Linked DNA regions of Mus musculus: region 2 is linked to region 1. The links are chromatin contacts, called in public Hi-C maps. All regions are on one chromosome and are shown on one strand. Each heading gives the region's core, a stretch centred on a gene start, on an enhancer-like site or on the middle of the called end of the contact. The rest is flanking DNA. Distances are from core to core; before and after follow the strand shown. Region 1 has its middle 24 kb from the start of Tmem158. Region 2 overlaps Lars2 (leucyl-tRNA synthetase, mitochondrial).

Region 1 (7,695 bases), core at 1,587-4,086:
CATTCACAAGCTGGGTCCCCAGGGCAAAGTCCTGCTATCTGGGGAGGAGCCTCACACTGAGGGCATCGCAGAGACCCACCCGCCACAGCTGTCCTGCTGTGTGCCAGGGTACAATAGTACCTCTTTGCAAGTGTCCAATGTCTGTACACAAGTAGGGAATTAGGCTAGAGGGTCCCCGTGGACTGGAGGGAAAGGCCCAAAAATCTACACAGGGAATTTAGTGAGACATGGAGGTTCTATTATGACCAGAGCTAAATAGTCACTATAATACCAAGTGCATGGTCTAAAACTAGAATGGCTACAATTTAGGGCAAGTAAATATTCCAACATTTCCTTGATCTTGTTGTTGTGCAATCCTAAATGGTTTACATAGAAGACTGTTGCTTTTAAAGAATAAAAAGAGTGGTATAAATGAAGAATCTAACTCTGCAGGAAACAGGCAAAAGATGGGACATTGGGAGCTTCTAGAAGGGGCTGCCCCTGGGGGATAAAACTAAGCCCAGAAGAGGAGGAGCAGCAGAGGGCTTTTGGTTTTCCCAGTAGCTCAGTTTTGTCCTGACCAAGTGTATATTTTTCTTTAACATAACAATAATTATTATGAAAATTGTTTATAACAAAACTAAATGCTGTGCTCATTAGCCGGGTCGATTGAGTCAGGTGCTGAGTAGGGAAAGGGGAAGTGGTTTGCACAGAGGTAGACGACAGGTACCTATAGAGTTAAAGCCAAGAAGAGTATAAAAACTAAATCTATGACCTTATGGAGCTCATGGTTCTTTTTTCTTGTATGTATGTATGTATGTATGTATGTATGTATGTATGTATGTATGTATGTTTGTGTGTGTGTATGTATGTAAGTATGTATACATGCACGAATGTGTGTATGTGTCTCTGAGTAGTGCATGCATGTGTGTGGGTGTTTGGTATGTGTGTGTGTGTGTCTGTATCATGTTTGAGGTGTGTGTGTGTGTGGTATGCATATGAGTGTCTGTGTGTGGTGCTTACATGCTGTATGTGGTGTGTGTGTGTGAGTTTATATGTATCATGTTTGGTGTGTGTGTGTGTGTGTGTATGTGTGCATGTATGTTTGTGTGGCATATGTATCTGTGTATCTGTGAAGGCCAGAAGCCAACATCAGATATCTTCCTCAATCACAGTACCCCTTGTTTTTTTGAGACAGGGTCTCTTCCCTGAACCTGGATTTTGCTGATTTAGCAGGACTGGCTGGCCAGCAAGCTCCATGAATCCACGTGTCTCCACATCCCCATCACTGGAGTCTTACATATATCTACCTCGTGCTTGGTTTATATGAAGGTGGTAGGACTTAGAACCTCATGCTGTGCAGTTGACTCACTGAGCCATCTCCCCAGCCACCACTGTGGGCTTTTAAAATCTCTACAAACATACATTCATCTTTGTTGTTGCTGCTGCTTTTTTTACACATGACAGAAATTTTTGTCCTTTAGAATAGAGGGAAATGAATTGATTTCCACAATTTTTATTTTATCTGAAGTCTAGGTATCAGATGTGGAGTTTTAACCACTGAGTTTCAGACCCAGGATTTCAAACAGCTCCCACTCAAGGAATCCCAAGGAAAGTCAAACCCTGAATCCCAAATACCCTTTGAATTCTGGAGTGGATGAGGAAAATCGCCTAGTTTAAGTATGGGTCCTGCAGGGTACTTTTATGGTCTAGATCATGCCAACCCTTGTTCAGTAGATGGGCTTAGACCCCCTTCATTGAACTTATGTGAAAATGTGAGCTAGAGAAGAGTGGTCCCCAAGGGTAACAACTAGGTAGTTTCTCCAAGGGTCTTGGATCATTCATTGGTGACTATCAGGTGACTCAATTCCTATAGCCAGGAAGAGATCTGGAAGGAAATGTTTGAGTATGGAGGGAAGTGTGAGTTCACATATTAAATAATTTACACAAACCAAGAGATAACTTGTGACCATGACCATCCTTAGACACTCATCTCCTAGGTCAGTTGTCATAAAACTCTACTTTGTTCAACATTTCACCAACAAGTGTCATAATCCACTAAATGTATTTCTGCAGAAAGTGGAGATTTCAAAGGTGTCAACAGCTTTACAAATACTCAGCCATAGAAGAAAATCTCATTCCATCTTCCCAGATGCCCTGGTACTGGAGAGATAGCTCAGAGGTTAAGAGCACTAGCTGTTCTTCCAGAGGACCTGGATTCAATTGCCAGCACCCACATGAAATCCCAGACCATCTATAATTCTATAGCCAGGGGATCCTATTCTGGCTACTGTGGGCACTGCACACATATGGAACACAGATATATAAGAAGGTGAAATATCTGTACACATTTTAAAAAATTAAAAATTTTACAAGACTAGCCAGGCCTTGAAGAGGCAAGAACCCAGGACTTTCTGTCATGATTATTTATTTATTTATGTATTTATTTATTTATTTATTTATTGTTTATTGATTTCACTGCAAGGGGATAGCAGATTGGGTGATAACTTGTAGTCTTGTCTAGTTTTTTTAAAATCAGTTTTATTTAGATATAACTTACACAAATAAAACTTATCTCTTCAACTCTTACAATTTAATAATACTTGGTAGAACACCCAAAACATTACTTCTAAAGCAGAGGCCAAAAGACAATGATTACAAGACATTGCTGTCTGTCCGTCTTTGTGGGTAGAAGCCTAGACTGTCAGACGGGCTGTGCAATGACACCTCCCCCCTCACCAAAATCACCGAGTGAGTCAGCAGCAGAATGCTTCCTCAAACAAACATACTGACCCCTGGCTCGGTTGTTCTACTCCTGTGCATGCTGAGGCAGGCCTGCTGGGTGGCAGGTGTGGTTTGGCCTGGCCAGCCTAAGCTTCTCTGGCTGACAGTGAGAAGCAAACAGAGCCAGCTTCCCCTGTGGCTGGCTTCTAAGGCTCTCTCTAGACAGTGATAAAAACATTTAGGCCTTCCTGCTTACTGCTCTGGGAGGGCAGCCATCTCGTTCCATCTGATACTGTCACTTTTCCTTAGATGAACTCCCTAATGCCCCCACACCTCAGTTTCTCTATAAAACATCAAGTGGTCACTGTCCTGGAGGAAGGTTGTAAAAAGTAAATAAAGTATCTATACAATGATTATGTCCATGTAGAGCAGGTACTCAGGGGATGTTAGCTACAGAACAGAACCCCAAATGTGTGCTATGACATGTAAATAATCAAAAAGTATGGCAAGATGGTGGAAACAGTGAGGGGAGGGTCAAGCAATAGTGTAGCTCCTTAAAGGAGAGGGACAGGCAACAGTGTAGCTTCTTAAAGGGAGGGTCAGGCAACAGTGTAGCTTCTTAAAGGGAGGGTCAGGCAACAGTGTAGCTTCTTAAAGGGAGGGTCAGGCAACAGTGTAGCTTCTTAAAGGGAGGGTCAGGCAACAGTGTAGCTTCTTAAAGGGAGGGTCAGGCAACAGTGTAGCTTCTTAAAGGGAGGGTCAGGCAACAGTGTAGCTTCTTAAAGGGAGGGTCAGGCAACAGTGTAGCTTCTTAAAGGGAGGGTCAGGCAACAGTGTAGCTCCTTGGAAGGAAGGATAAGGCAACAGTGCAGCTTCTTGGAGGGCACCGGAGCTGTCAAAGAAGAACAACTCTGAAAACTGCTAAGTACCTTAGAAGAATACTCAAGACAGTAAAAACCAAGACCTACACTTGTTAAATTATGCCCCTGACTGATTAAAAACAGAAACACATTCAAAGTGGTCTTGTGTCAGGATTTTGAATTATTCTGAAACTTCTCTAATGGATTTTATCTTTATGGGTCACTTGCCACACCAAACCAGAAAACAGGTTGAAGGAGGCTCTGACCCTGATACCTGACATGGCACCAGGAATTGTGGGGACACATTACATCTGCAGTCAGAAGGAAGAGATGACTTGGTCCTTAGCTCCCTTTCTCCTTTTTTATCCAACGCAGAGTCCCCACTCCATAGGATGCTGCTGCCCACATCCAGAATGAGCCTTTCTACATCAAGTAGCCTAATCTAGGAAAATCTTCACGGACATGGTTAGAGGTCTGTCTGCTAGGTGATCCTAGATCCTGTCACACTGACAAACAATATTAATAATCATAAGGAGCTACCTTGTGATATATTTTTAAGTCCCGTTGAAGCTCAAAGGCATGGAATGATAAAATCAAGTCATGAGGTCTACTTTACTGCTATACTGTATCTAGATTCATTAGCCTATGGCTCTTACTATTACTATTGTTAGTGTTGTGTTAAAATGAATCTTGCTGCACCAGGGAGCACAAGCCTTTTATCCCACCACTTGGGAGGCAGAGGCAGGAAGATCTCTGAATTCCAGGCCAGCCTGGTCTACAGAGTGAGTTCCAGGATAGCCAGGGCTATGCAGAGAAACCTTGTCTGGAAAAACAAAATAAAGCAAACTAAACAAGCAAACACTTTTGCTATGTAGACCCAGACTAGTCTTGAACTCATTATTTTTCTGCCCCAGCCTCTTTACTATGAGATTACAAATATGAGCTACTACTCCCATCTCTATATTTATTATTTTTAAAATAAAGGTGTAATTGGCACTCATCAAAGTGAAAATCCTAGGTTTTCCAGCTTGATGGATGTTGGCAAATATTTACACCCCAGAGCCATCACCCAAAATTTACTATAGAAAAATTTCAGCATCATAGCTCCTCCCAGACACCAGCCCCACCCTCAACCACATTTGAATTACTTTTGTTACTGTTGCAGATTGCATAGAAGTGCATATAGACCCTTTCTTGGCTCTCTAGAATACCTGTGAGTGTCATTCATGGGTTTCATATACTATAGCTTTAGTATAATGGGTTGAAAGTTTTTTATTATATGGAAATTCATCAGTTTTTTTCTATTAATGGGCACTTGGGTGGTCTTCAAGTTTATTATTGGAGATAACATTGCCTATGAACATTAATGCACAAGCCATCTTGTGGGCATGTGTTTTCATTCTCTTGCATGAACATCTGAGAACAGAACCGCTGGGTCATTGTGGAAATGTGTGCATGTTTAATTTTATAAGAAACAGCCCATTCCCAAGATGCCTGTGCTATGCTGTGCTCCAATCAACAGGTGCTCTGTGTGTCTGCCATCTTTCTGATCTTAACCATCTGTCTTAGTTAGGGTTACTATTGCTATGATGAAACACCATGACGAAAATCAAGTTGTGGGGGAAAGGGTTTATTTGGCTTACACGTCTAGATTGTAGTCCATCATTGAAGAAAGTCAGGCTAGGAAGCCAAACAGGACAGGAATCTGGAGGCAGGATCTGATACAGAGGACATGGAGGGGTGTTGCTTCCTGACTTGCTCCTTGTGACTTGCTCAGCCTGCTTTCTTATAGAACCTAGGACCACTAGCCCAAGGATGGCACTACTCCCACTGGGCTGGACCCTTCCCCACTGATCAGTAATTAAGAAAATGCCCTACAGTCAGATCTTGTGGGGACATTTTCTCAATTAAAGTTCTAACCTTTCAGATAACTCTCCTTTATGTGTCAATACTATCCACCACATCATTCTAGGAGCATGGAATGAAATTTTGTTTAAGCTGTCACTTCTCTGATGGCTGAAAATCTGAAGGCCTCTTTCATAGGCCTTGCAGCCCCTTGCATCTCATGCTTCCAAGGCAGGGCAGGGCAGGCTTCTGGATCTAAGTCAGAAAGCTTAGTTATTAACCTGCTTTCATTCATTTGCCTGTGAGCCACTCAGTAGGAGAATGGTGAGGATACCTTCATTTTGTTAACTGCTCTCATTTGCTATTTATTGATTATGAAAATAGTTTCATATTGAGGACCATGAAATAACTTAACTAGAAAAGAAATCTGCTGCTGAGCCCAATAGCCTGAGTTCAATTCCTAGGACCTACACAGTGGAAGGAGAGAACCAATTTTTGTGTTTTGGCCTTACCTCCATATGAATGTGTGCATGCATATGCACACATGTCTGTACACACAATAAATATAATATACATTTTAAAATAGACAGCTTTGTCTTTAAATCGAAGCATTAGGAAGCTCCTCTGTGACCTGGAGTCTCACTCCCACATCAAGGATCTTTGGTTGTCATTTAATGATGCTGAATTTATAAATCCTTGTCTTGGCTGTCTGGGACTATCATCACTGGTACCCAAATGTTCCCTGGCCCTTGGAGCTCTGGACTGTGTTCATCTTTTTCCTGCTCAGACTTGGTGGCCATTATGTCTTGCCTGCTTGTTGTCCTGTTTTTCAGAATGAGTGTGCTGGTTGCTTGGTTACTGTCTCACAGCCCAGCGCTGTCTGGTCCATCTCCATAACACCTCCAAGCTCCCCCTGCCTCAGAACTGGGCATCTGGCCTCATCTGCTTTGGGAAGCCTGTGGGTTCAATGATATTGATTCAATGCCCATTAAAAGCAGCTGCTAAAGAGACAGGGTGAGCCAGTAATCTGGATCTTGGGTTTGAGTTTCTTTCCCTGAGCTGAGAACTTGTGGATACATTTTACCAATTGAAAAAGAAGAAGAAAATTTAGTCATGACTCTAGTGGGAGAAGAAAATGCTGGAAATTTCTTTGAACAAACAAGATTCCCATCATTATCCCTCCTCACGGAGGTCTGTTGTCACCACATCCTCCTGCCACCTCTAGTTCTGCATCAGCACCACTTCTTAATTAAGATCAATATCTGAGTCATGAAGGAGCTGTAATGATGTGACTGGAGCTCAGGTGTCCAACTGTGTCTCACTGAAACACATTAACAGTATACTGCCCCTCCTGAAGATTCACACACAAATACATTTTAAAAGTTTAAGAAAGAGGGTTTTTTTTTGGTTTTTTTTTTTTTTTTTGGTTTGGGTTTTGTTGTTGTTGTTGTTTGTTTGTTTGTTTTGTTTTGTTTTGTTTTGTTTTGTTTTGTCATGGACCTAGAAACCTGACATGCCTGACAGAGAATACAGCAGTCAGAGTGTAGACCAAAGCAGTATGTGTATGAGAAGGTTGGAGCAAACTTGCCTGGGAAGATGTCTACAAGGTGCCCAAGGTAGTGGATGTGGGGCGATCTGGGTTTAAACTGGGCTCTGTTGTAAAGTGGCTTTGACTCTGGTGAGCTCCCCTGTTCTACACTACTGTAAATTGGAACAGTAAAGGATGAGGGGTGGAGAGACCGTCACTTAATGGTTAAGAGCCCTTGGAGAGCCAAATTCAGCTCTGAGCATCCATATAGTAGCTCACAGCCATCTGTAACTCAGGTACCAGGAATGAATGTGGTATGTATACATTCATGCAGATAAATATTTGTACACATAAAATTAAAATAAATCTTTAGAAGGCTATGGGGAGGAATAGTGATGCCTACCTTGCTCATTGCTGCATTCAACTGAAAACACTTTGAGACCAGGGCCATGTCCTGGGGTTAGAATAGCAGAGATCAGCTTTAGCTTGATGGAGCTCTCTGAATGAACAGGCCAAAAAGAAACACATGATGGGTTCTGTTCAGTTGATCTTGTTTGCTTTTTGAAGGCTGCAGGGAACCATATTTGCTTAGAGAAAGGACTACAGGGGAGCTGGAAAAGGCCCCCTCTCAGGAGAGCAGGAAACAGGCAAAGAGATAAGAGAAGAGCATTCTAGATTGGCAAGAGCATGTGTGGAGGGAATAATTTGATAAGGAAAATGCAGACTGTGTTAAAGAAACTAACCACCTTATAGAACACA
Region 2 (7,695 bases), core at 3,793-6,292, 160 kb before region 1:
CTGCGCCATCTACGTTAAGCAGATACAAACAGTATTGCTGCCAAGGAAATACCCCGATACACTCAGGAAATCAGGCAGTAGGGGAAGAAGGTTAGAACACAGTGAGGCCTAAGCCTGACCATGCCTTTGCAACTGGTCAGTCAGACATGGAGTCTAACTTTTCAGGCCTCCATGGCCTCTTACAAGAGGCCTGAAGCTAGGAAGCAGAAGCAGGAGGATCATTGTAAGTTGAAGGCCAGCCTGGGCTACACAGTAAGACCCTGTCTCAGAAAAAGCAAACGGCTCTGTCCAAACAACCTTTAAAACCTTAAAGTAGAGTGATAGGGATGTAACCATGGGGGGAGTGTTCCCCACACTTTCACCCTCTCTCTGCGAGACCCAGCTACTTACCGAGAGGGCACTGCTGAGTCCCATCAGCTGAGAAACTACAGAATTCAGGGCAAAGTCCTCTGTGAAATGAGTGGTCACCTGTTGATAAAAATTGATTTTTTTTTTAAACTCACTTTCTTCAAAAATTCCTTTTCCAGAAAAAAGAGTGATCTTCTGACCTGAGCTATGACTGCATTTTTGTACTCCCAGAGGTTTTGGGCCTTGGTTTTCTCCTTGCTGTTCAGCAGCTGAGGCTGAGGGACTGTCCCGGAAGTCCTTGCCTCGATGAATCTTGTTGTCAGGGACCACAACCGCTGTTGCCATCTTAGCACTCCAGGGAGTGCGTCAGCTGCATTTTGTGGCAATCAAGAAGACAAAAATGTGTGCTGATAAGAAGGGAACAAACAAAGCCCCACGGTCCTCCCAGAGTCAGCCACTACTTCTTTCCGGATCTCTGATGTCCTGAGCAATGGCGGCAGGGCCGCTCAGCAGTTGCTGCCTGCCCTGGGATGGGCATCAGCGCACTGCCTTCAGGTCAGCAAACTTGCTGTGACAGATATGCCTGGGGCTACCAGGGTGCTTAAAGGTAGTTGCCACTACTAGTGAAGCTGGGATCTCATGAGGACAGGTGACAGTGGCAGTGGCAGTGGCAGTGGCTGCACAACATGCTGGGGAACAGCCCTGCAGCACAGCCAGCTGACAGCTCCTCACCTCGCCAGGTGTGTGTTAAGTATTCCAAACATGTTCACGGACCTGGGGAAGCAGAACAGGTCACACTGGTGGCTCTGGGTGACACAGCTGACCAAATAAGTTGGGTATAGATAGACGCCTAAACTCTGACTACTGGGTTGTGTATTCTCAAGAGTGGGGACACAGCGGAGACAACTGGAGGCTTGTGAAAAGCAGATGTGGAGACTTGCCCATGTAGAAAGGAGAAAGTTGAGCTACTGCCTAGGTCCTGGGTTCTACATGTCCTGCCTCTGTTACTTAAAGGTAGTTTGTTAGGGCTTTCATCTGCCATGACTGTCCAGATCCACTGCTATAAGACATAGGGAGAAACCAGACAATCCTCAGATAAAACGGACTCCTCCCACAGTCATTGGCTTTCACTCCCCAAATCTACCCCAGGCAGATCATAAGGGCAAAACCAAAGCTTTGGAGAAACAAATCTCGTGAGGGAAGTCAAGCAGCAGGGAGTGGCTGGTAGGCTGCATGTGGTCCCCGTAGCCAGGCATCATCTTGATTGAGGGAGGAGGACTGTGTTCTAGAAAAACTTTTCAAGGAATGTTAAAGAAGACTGGCCTCTTTGTAGTTCAGCAGGCCTAAGTAAGCCCAGAGGGTTGGTCTTTAAGGAAACAGTTGTCCAGAGGCCTCACATTATCATCGGCACAGAGCCTGCAATGGTGTGGATTTCCGGGCCCCACCACCAGCAAGTGTAGATTGAGGACTGGGAATGTGCACAGACTCTGGGACTCCCCTCCACCCCCATCCCCACCACAGGGACCCAAGGCCCCTGAACAATGGAGAGCTAGTGCCTTGGAGAGGGACAGAAGTCTGGACAAGATGACTTCTAGAATTCTCTATTACTGTTTCCAGCAAGAAACACTTCCTTCCCCAGTTCCTTCAGAGCCCAGGGCAGCCTGTAAAGGAAGCAGGCAGACTCACTCTTTACATCCCACAAGATGTCCTTCTCAGGAGGGGCTGCAAAGAGGATGTAGAGCCGGATTGTGTCAATTCCATATTGGGCCACAATCTCCTCAGGGTCCACCCCATTGTGTTTGGACTTGCTCATCTTCTCCCACGTCACCTCTAACTTCTCTTTTGTTTTTGCACAAACAGGAGCAGGACCTAGATGCCAAAAGAGTATTCAAGAACAAGACATGATGGGCAGGGTAGAAATTCCATATTTTGAACTTTGCTTCGAGGCCTGTGGGCAAAGATCCTGGAAGACTCCGCGCTCTGAGTCTGAGGCTCTCTCTAGCAATGGGCTGTCAAACAAAGCTAGACAAGGTAGAGATGTCCAAGCAAACACTCTGTTACACAGGATGGGGCTGGGTATCAGGGTATAACCAGTCCCAAGAACAGCCTGCAGAGGCCTTACCAGGATCTTAGACTTTACACCCAGGTGGGGTCCAATAGCAGATACTAAAAGCTTCCTAAGAGCTTCTAGACCTTCGTTCTTACCTGTCCGAGCCAGATTGGGCCCTCCTTACCTGTGAAATCTATATCCTCCTTCTTCAGACACTGTCCAGATGGAAGGCGGAATGTCTGTCCCTTAATGAGGCCTTGGGCCAGTAGTTTATGGAAAGGTTCCCTGAGGAAAGATCACAGGGAAAAAAGAGAGGGGGAGATGGAGCAGCCAGGACTCAAGGCATCCAGAAATCATCACTATGGACCACACCTTAGAACAGGATCCTGGGATATGGTGTTAACATTAAGTCAGAGCAGCAGCCAGGTCCACTTTGCACTGAGCTGAGGTGGAGAGAGCACAGGCCTCAGATCTGGAAGGCCTGGATCTCACCAACTTCTACCTGAGCCACAAAAGCCACTTCCTTGCTCTGGGAGTCCAGTTTGCCAACCTATAAGATGGGAGGAAGAAAAACTTGCCAAGTTATGGATGGGAAGATGGGTTCAAGTGACTGCATGAAAACAGAGCCCGTGTCAGCTGCCCATCAGGCACAGCACAGAGGGGCCAAGAGGGAGTACTGAAGGCTGTCCTTGTGAAGGGTGCTTACTATTTCCCTTAACACAGGACCTGCTTAGACTGTCTTAAAGTTTTAAATCTAATGAGTTGGACAGGAATGGGTCATTTCTGTTAAAATCAAAGGATTATCTACCTGTTCTTCCTAGCCTATTACACTCTAAGGAGACAGCTACCAACAGCTGGTGTGTGTGTTAGTTGCATATCACGTGTGGTGGTTTGATCAGGTTTGGTTCCCATAGACTCATGTGTTTAAATGCTTGGCCCATAGGGATTGGCACTATTAGGAGGTGTGGCCTTGTTGGAGTAGGTGTGGTTTTGTTGGAGGAAGGATAACACTGCGGGGGTAGGGCTTTGTGGTCTTATATTTGCTCAAGCTTCACCCAGTGTAGAATTCCAGTCCCCCTTTGCTGCCTTCAGATCAAGATATAGAACTCCCAGCTACTCCAGCAGCATGTCTGCCTGCACACTGCTATACTTCCTGTCACACTGATAATAGACTGAACTTCTGAACCTATAAGCCAGCCCCAGTTAAATGTTTCATGTGTAAGAGTCGTCTTGGTCAGGGTGTCTCTTCACAGCAATAAAACCCTAAGACACCATGAGAAAACAACATGACCAAGGCAACTTATAAACAAAAGGATTTAACTTGGGGCTCATGATTGAAGAGGGTTAGAGTTCTTGACCATCACAGTGGGGAAGCATAGCAGCAGGCATAGTAGGTCCTCCAGAAGAGAAGCCAGTGAACATAACTGCTGAGCCATCCATTGTTCCAGCCTGTGCTCCAATAAACTTCCCCCAATCCCTCTGACAATGTCTCGCTCTGAAGCCTTGGCTGGACTGGAACTCTCTATGTAGATTAAACTCGGAAATCTACCTACCTCTGTACCCTGGGTGCTGAGATTAAAGGCATGCACCACCACAGTCACTACAATGGTTTATTCTTAAGAAACACTCAAATTCTTTACCCTATATTATTTTATTTTCGAAGAATCTGCCTGATTCACTTGATGCATTTCAGCAAGTAATTCCAGACACCATCCTATGCAAGTATTTCATGTTGCTCTGGACAACTAGAGATTCGTTCAGTTATACTGCCATGGCAGACCTTCCAACATCCTAGCTCTGGGGTGCAACGTCACTGACATGGGGTTGGGGGGGAGGGGTGGGCAGGTATTGGGAGCTTCTACTCAGGGAATCAGAAAACCAGAAACCTAACCACAAGTTATAAACCAGAATAGTCTTGCAGGCTAATCCCAGAAGATCCTTACTTCATGTTCAAGGTTATCTGATTTAGGCGAGTACTGGCCCAAGTGGCCCCTGCCCAACAGCTATGGGTAGGTAGTAACAAGGAGGAAGACATTTTCTAGTAGATTCAAGAGAGCAGATGGGGCAGACAAGAGAGTGAGAGAGATGAGGGCCAGGAATATTTCTGATTTTTGTGTATATCAGTCCCATGCTGCACCATAATTTCCTCAGGGTCCAGGTGCTAAGTACATGTTCTGCCTGAGATGCATCCCACCGTCCTGTTCTAAGGGCTTTTAGTGAGTATGTATGTATTTGTGTGTGTGCACACGTGCATGTAACACATGCATAGGAGTAGATGGAAACAGTGGTGGGAGACTGGAGAGATGGCTCAGTGGTCAAGAGCAGCGGCTGCTTTCCAGAGGTTCTGAGTTGAATTCCCAGCACCCACATGGCAGCTCCCAACCATCTATAATGGGATCTGATGCTGCCTTCTGGTATACAGCTATGCATGCAGACAAAGTTCTAAAACAAGTAAATAAAGTAAAATAAGTAAATAAATCTTTATAAAAAAGAAGCAATGGTGAGAGATAGGGCACATTTACAAAGGTGGAAAAAATCAAGTACTGTTAACATTCAAAAAGAAACGCTGTTATTTATTATCTATCATTGGGGTTTTGTTTGGTTTTGTTTTTTATATAATCAAGTGACCCACCACTGCCACCTTCTGGGGATGTGTAGAATTGCAACTTGCCAGCCAGACCCTAGAACTGTACTCTAGCTTTTAAATCTCCCTCTCTCCCTTTCCCTTCTTTCTCTGTCTCTGTCACTGTCTCTCTCTCTCCCTGTCTCTCCCCCCTCCCTTTCCATCTGTCTTTCCTTCTTCCCTCTCTCCCCCTTTCTTCTTCCCTTTCCCTCTCCCCGTCCTCTCCCTTTCTCTTTTCCTCCCTCTCTCCTCTCTTCTTCCCTCTCCCTCCTCTTCCTCTCACTGTCTCTATTTCCACCTCCTCTCTCCTTCCTATGTTCAAAGAAAACTGTCAAATGACATTTAACAGTCACACTGAGAAGTACACTAGTTCTGGGGTAGGTACACCTTGATGAATCTTCATGACAGACACCTGTGTAAACACAGACACGCAAACAGCACCTAGCATGCCGACCCACTTCCCCCAGGCACTCTGTCTCCTCTGCCACCTGACTAGTTTGACTACTACCAGAATCACTTACTTTTTTATTTCAAAATTACTTCAAACAGTTTCTGAGTGAGGGCCCAAGGCTGTCCACACTGGTCCTTTTCCCACAATTGGCAGGTCTCCTGTAGAACAGCTGCACCAGGACTAAGACTCTGATAATGAATGTGTCTCAATCTCTGAAATTTATGCTACTAGATCCATCTAGACCCCAGCTTCTCCAAGTTACAGCCCAGCAGGCACTGTCTCAGACAGATGATTTAGTATAGGGATGATAAAACTTGGCATGGGAAAAGGGGTAGGAGCTGGAGAGATGGCTCAGTAATTAAGAGCACTGGTTGTCCCAGTGATTGCCAGCACCTATAAGACATCTTACTGTCTTTAACCCCAGTTCCAGGGATCCAATGCCTTCTTCTGGACCCTGGGGCACTGTACATATGTGGTGAACAGACATGCACACAGGCAAAACACCCACATAAGTAGAATGTTTTTAAAATTGCATGAGTTCCAGTGGCCTGGCTATGGTCCCCCAGGCTCCCCTGAGCCTCAGCAGCACTTCATTTCTGCAGACTTCTCTGAGCCAATGTGATTCTCCTAGAAAGGCAGATGTGGTCTACTAAGAATGAGAATGAGAGACTCTTGCATCCCAGTACTGTCTTCCAAGAGCAGGAGGGTGGCCCAGATTCTCCTGACCCCTTCAATTGCACCTTGGAGGCAGATTTTTTTTTTTTTTTTTATCAACAGTGAAATATAACCTGTGTAAGCAGGAAGACAAGTGCTGGAATCTTCACCGTTTCTAGGTTAGTCCAGGTTCCTCCTCTGTCCTACCTTTAAAGGGTGGAAAGAAGGAAGAGAGCAAGCAAGCTCAGGATATTCTAAGCATAGATTGACAGGTTACTTTTAGTGTTATTTATAATGAATACTGAAGCCCTGGACAGACAGCTGCCCACTCCTCTGACTGCACCAGGTGGCTGCTGATGCAGAACCAAGAAACCAAGTTGAGGCCTGCCCTCACCCAAAATTACCAGGATCCTCCCTGGGTCTCCTTTTTGCAGACTATATTCTGTAAATGGCTGCTTTTTAAAATTATTATGTAATCACTGCCAAAGTCTGGCTGGGTGTGGTGGTGCACACCATAAATAATCCCATGGCTGGCTGTGGTGGTGCACACTATAAATAATCCCAACACTGAGGGAGGAAGAACAAGAGTTCTAGGCTGGTCTGGGCCAGGTGGTGAGTACAGAAAAAAGGAAAACACATAAAATTACCATGAGACCATGACAGTAAAAGGACACAACCCACAACCAGCAAATCTGTTTTCACAGATACAAAATGCAAAATGGACTGAGTAGCAGATCCTGAACCACAAGCATTTTAACTAATTATCTGATGGGCCCAGTGATATCAATTTTTAGTGTTCTGATGCAGAAATGTTGTTCTCATACATCAAAGTCTCTGGGGGTAAGAAGCAGAAGGCCAGTTTCAGGACTCAGTTGCACCCAGCATGGTTTTCATACAGTAGAGTTCTAACCAGAGCTGGCAGAGTGGATAAGGGTGGAGCCTCCAGCACCCTCATTCTAACGAAGCTAAATCTCTGTCTGCTTTATGGAGAATCTGAAGGTTATAGACGTAGTTTTAGGTTGAGACAGGGCCAATCCTACTACCTTTGCCCTCTGAGTAGTGGGATTCCAGGCATGTACAAAAGTCAAACATTCTTATCTATCAAACCATTTAAAATAGGGCAGGCAAGATGACTAAGTGCCTGAAGATGCTCGAGGACCTCAGTTCAATCCCCGGGACCTACATGGTGGGAGGAGAGAACTGACACTGCAAGTTGTCTTCTGAACCCCAAAGAAAACAGACAAGCACAGGCCCACCCTCGTGCACACACACATAAACTAATACCTTCTCACTATGCAGCTCTCGAAGGCCTAGAACTCAAGAGATTTGCCTGCTTCTGTCCCAAGGTAGGGAAATATATATCTCTATCAATCAACCTATCTATCTATGTTGACCCAAGATTTCAATGTTAGGACTGACTCTTAAGATATACTTCCCTTTCTTGCTGAGAAATAAAACATCACTCTTTTAAAAAATAATAATATATTACAAAAATAAGTAAATGATTTAATCAATTATGACACACTATGCAGAAATAAAAAATGGGAAATATGTATGTTTTGATGGAGA

The links. Hi-C and Micro-C count contacts between places; a contact is called where the count stands out from the background.
Region 2: a contact with region 1 is called in a Hi-C map of bone marrow-derived macrophages, with 31 read pairs. The contact joins two enhancer-like sites. A contact is called at or near these places in 7 of 484 Hi-C or Micro-C datasets (B cells, the Ba/F3 cell line, the G1E-ER4 cell line and 4 more), 1 of 115 datasets of contacts at active chromatin or transcription factors (T-cell acute lymphoblastic leukemia) and 2 of 9 other capture datasets (adipose tissue and pancreatic islet).

Annotation. Positions count from the first base shown.
Region 1 is chr9:123,280,907-123,288,601 of GRCm38.p6, reverse strand. No RefSeq gene overlaps it. Among named protein-coding and RNA genes, the nearest start is that of Tmem158, 24 kb to the right of the region's middle. Within about 2 kb of position 2,836, at least 63 of the 459 cell types and tissues checked have an H3K27ac peak or open chromatin away from gene starts, as enhancers often do. A contact at or near this core is called in bone marrow-derived macrophages, where this site is marked.
Region 2 is chr9:123,447,733-123,455,427 of GRCm38.p6, reverse strand. It overlaps Lars2 (leucyl-tRNA synthetase, mitochondrial), which reads right to left. Exons shown (of 21, transcript NM_153168.3): 15 at 2,583-2,683; 16 at 2,035-2,217; 17 at 549-718; 18 at 391-468. Among named protein-coding and RNA genes, the nearest start is that of Gm40586, 13 kb to the left of the region's middle. Within about 2 kb of position 5,042, at least 10 of the 459 cell types and tissues checked have an H3K27ac peak or open chromatin away from gene starts, as enhancers often do. A contact at or near this core is called in bone marrow-derived macrophages, where this site is marked.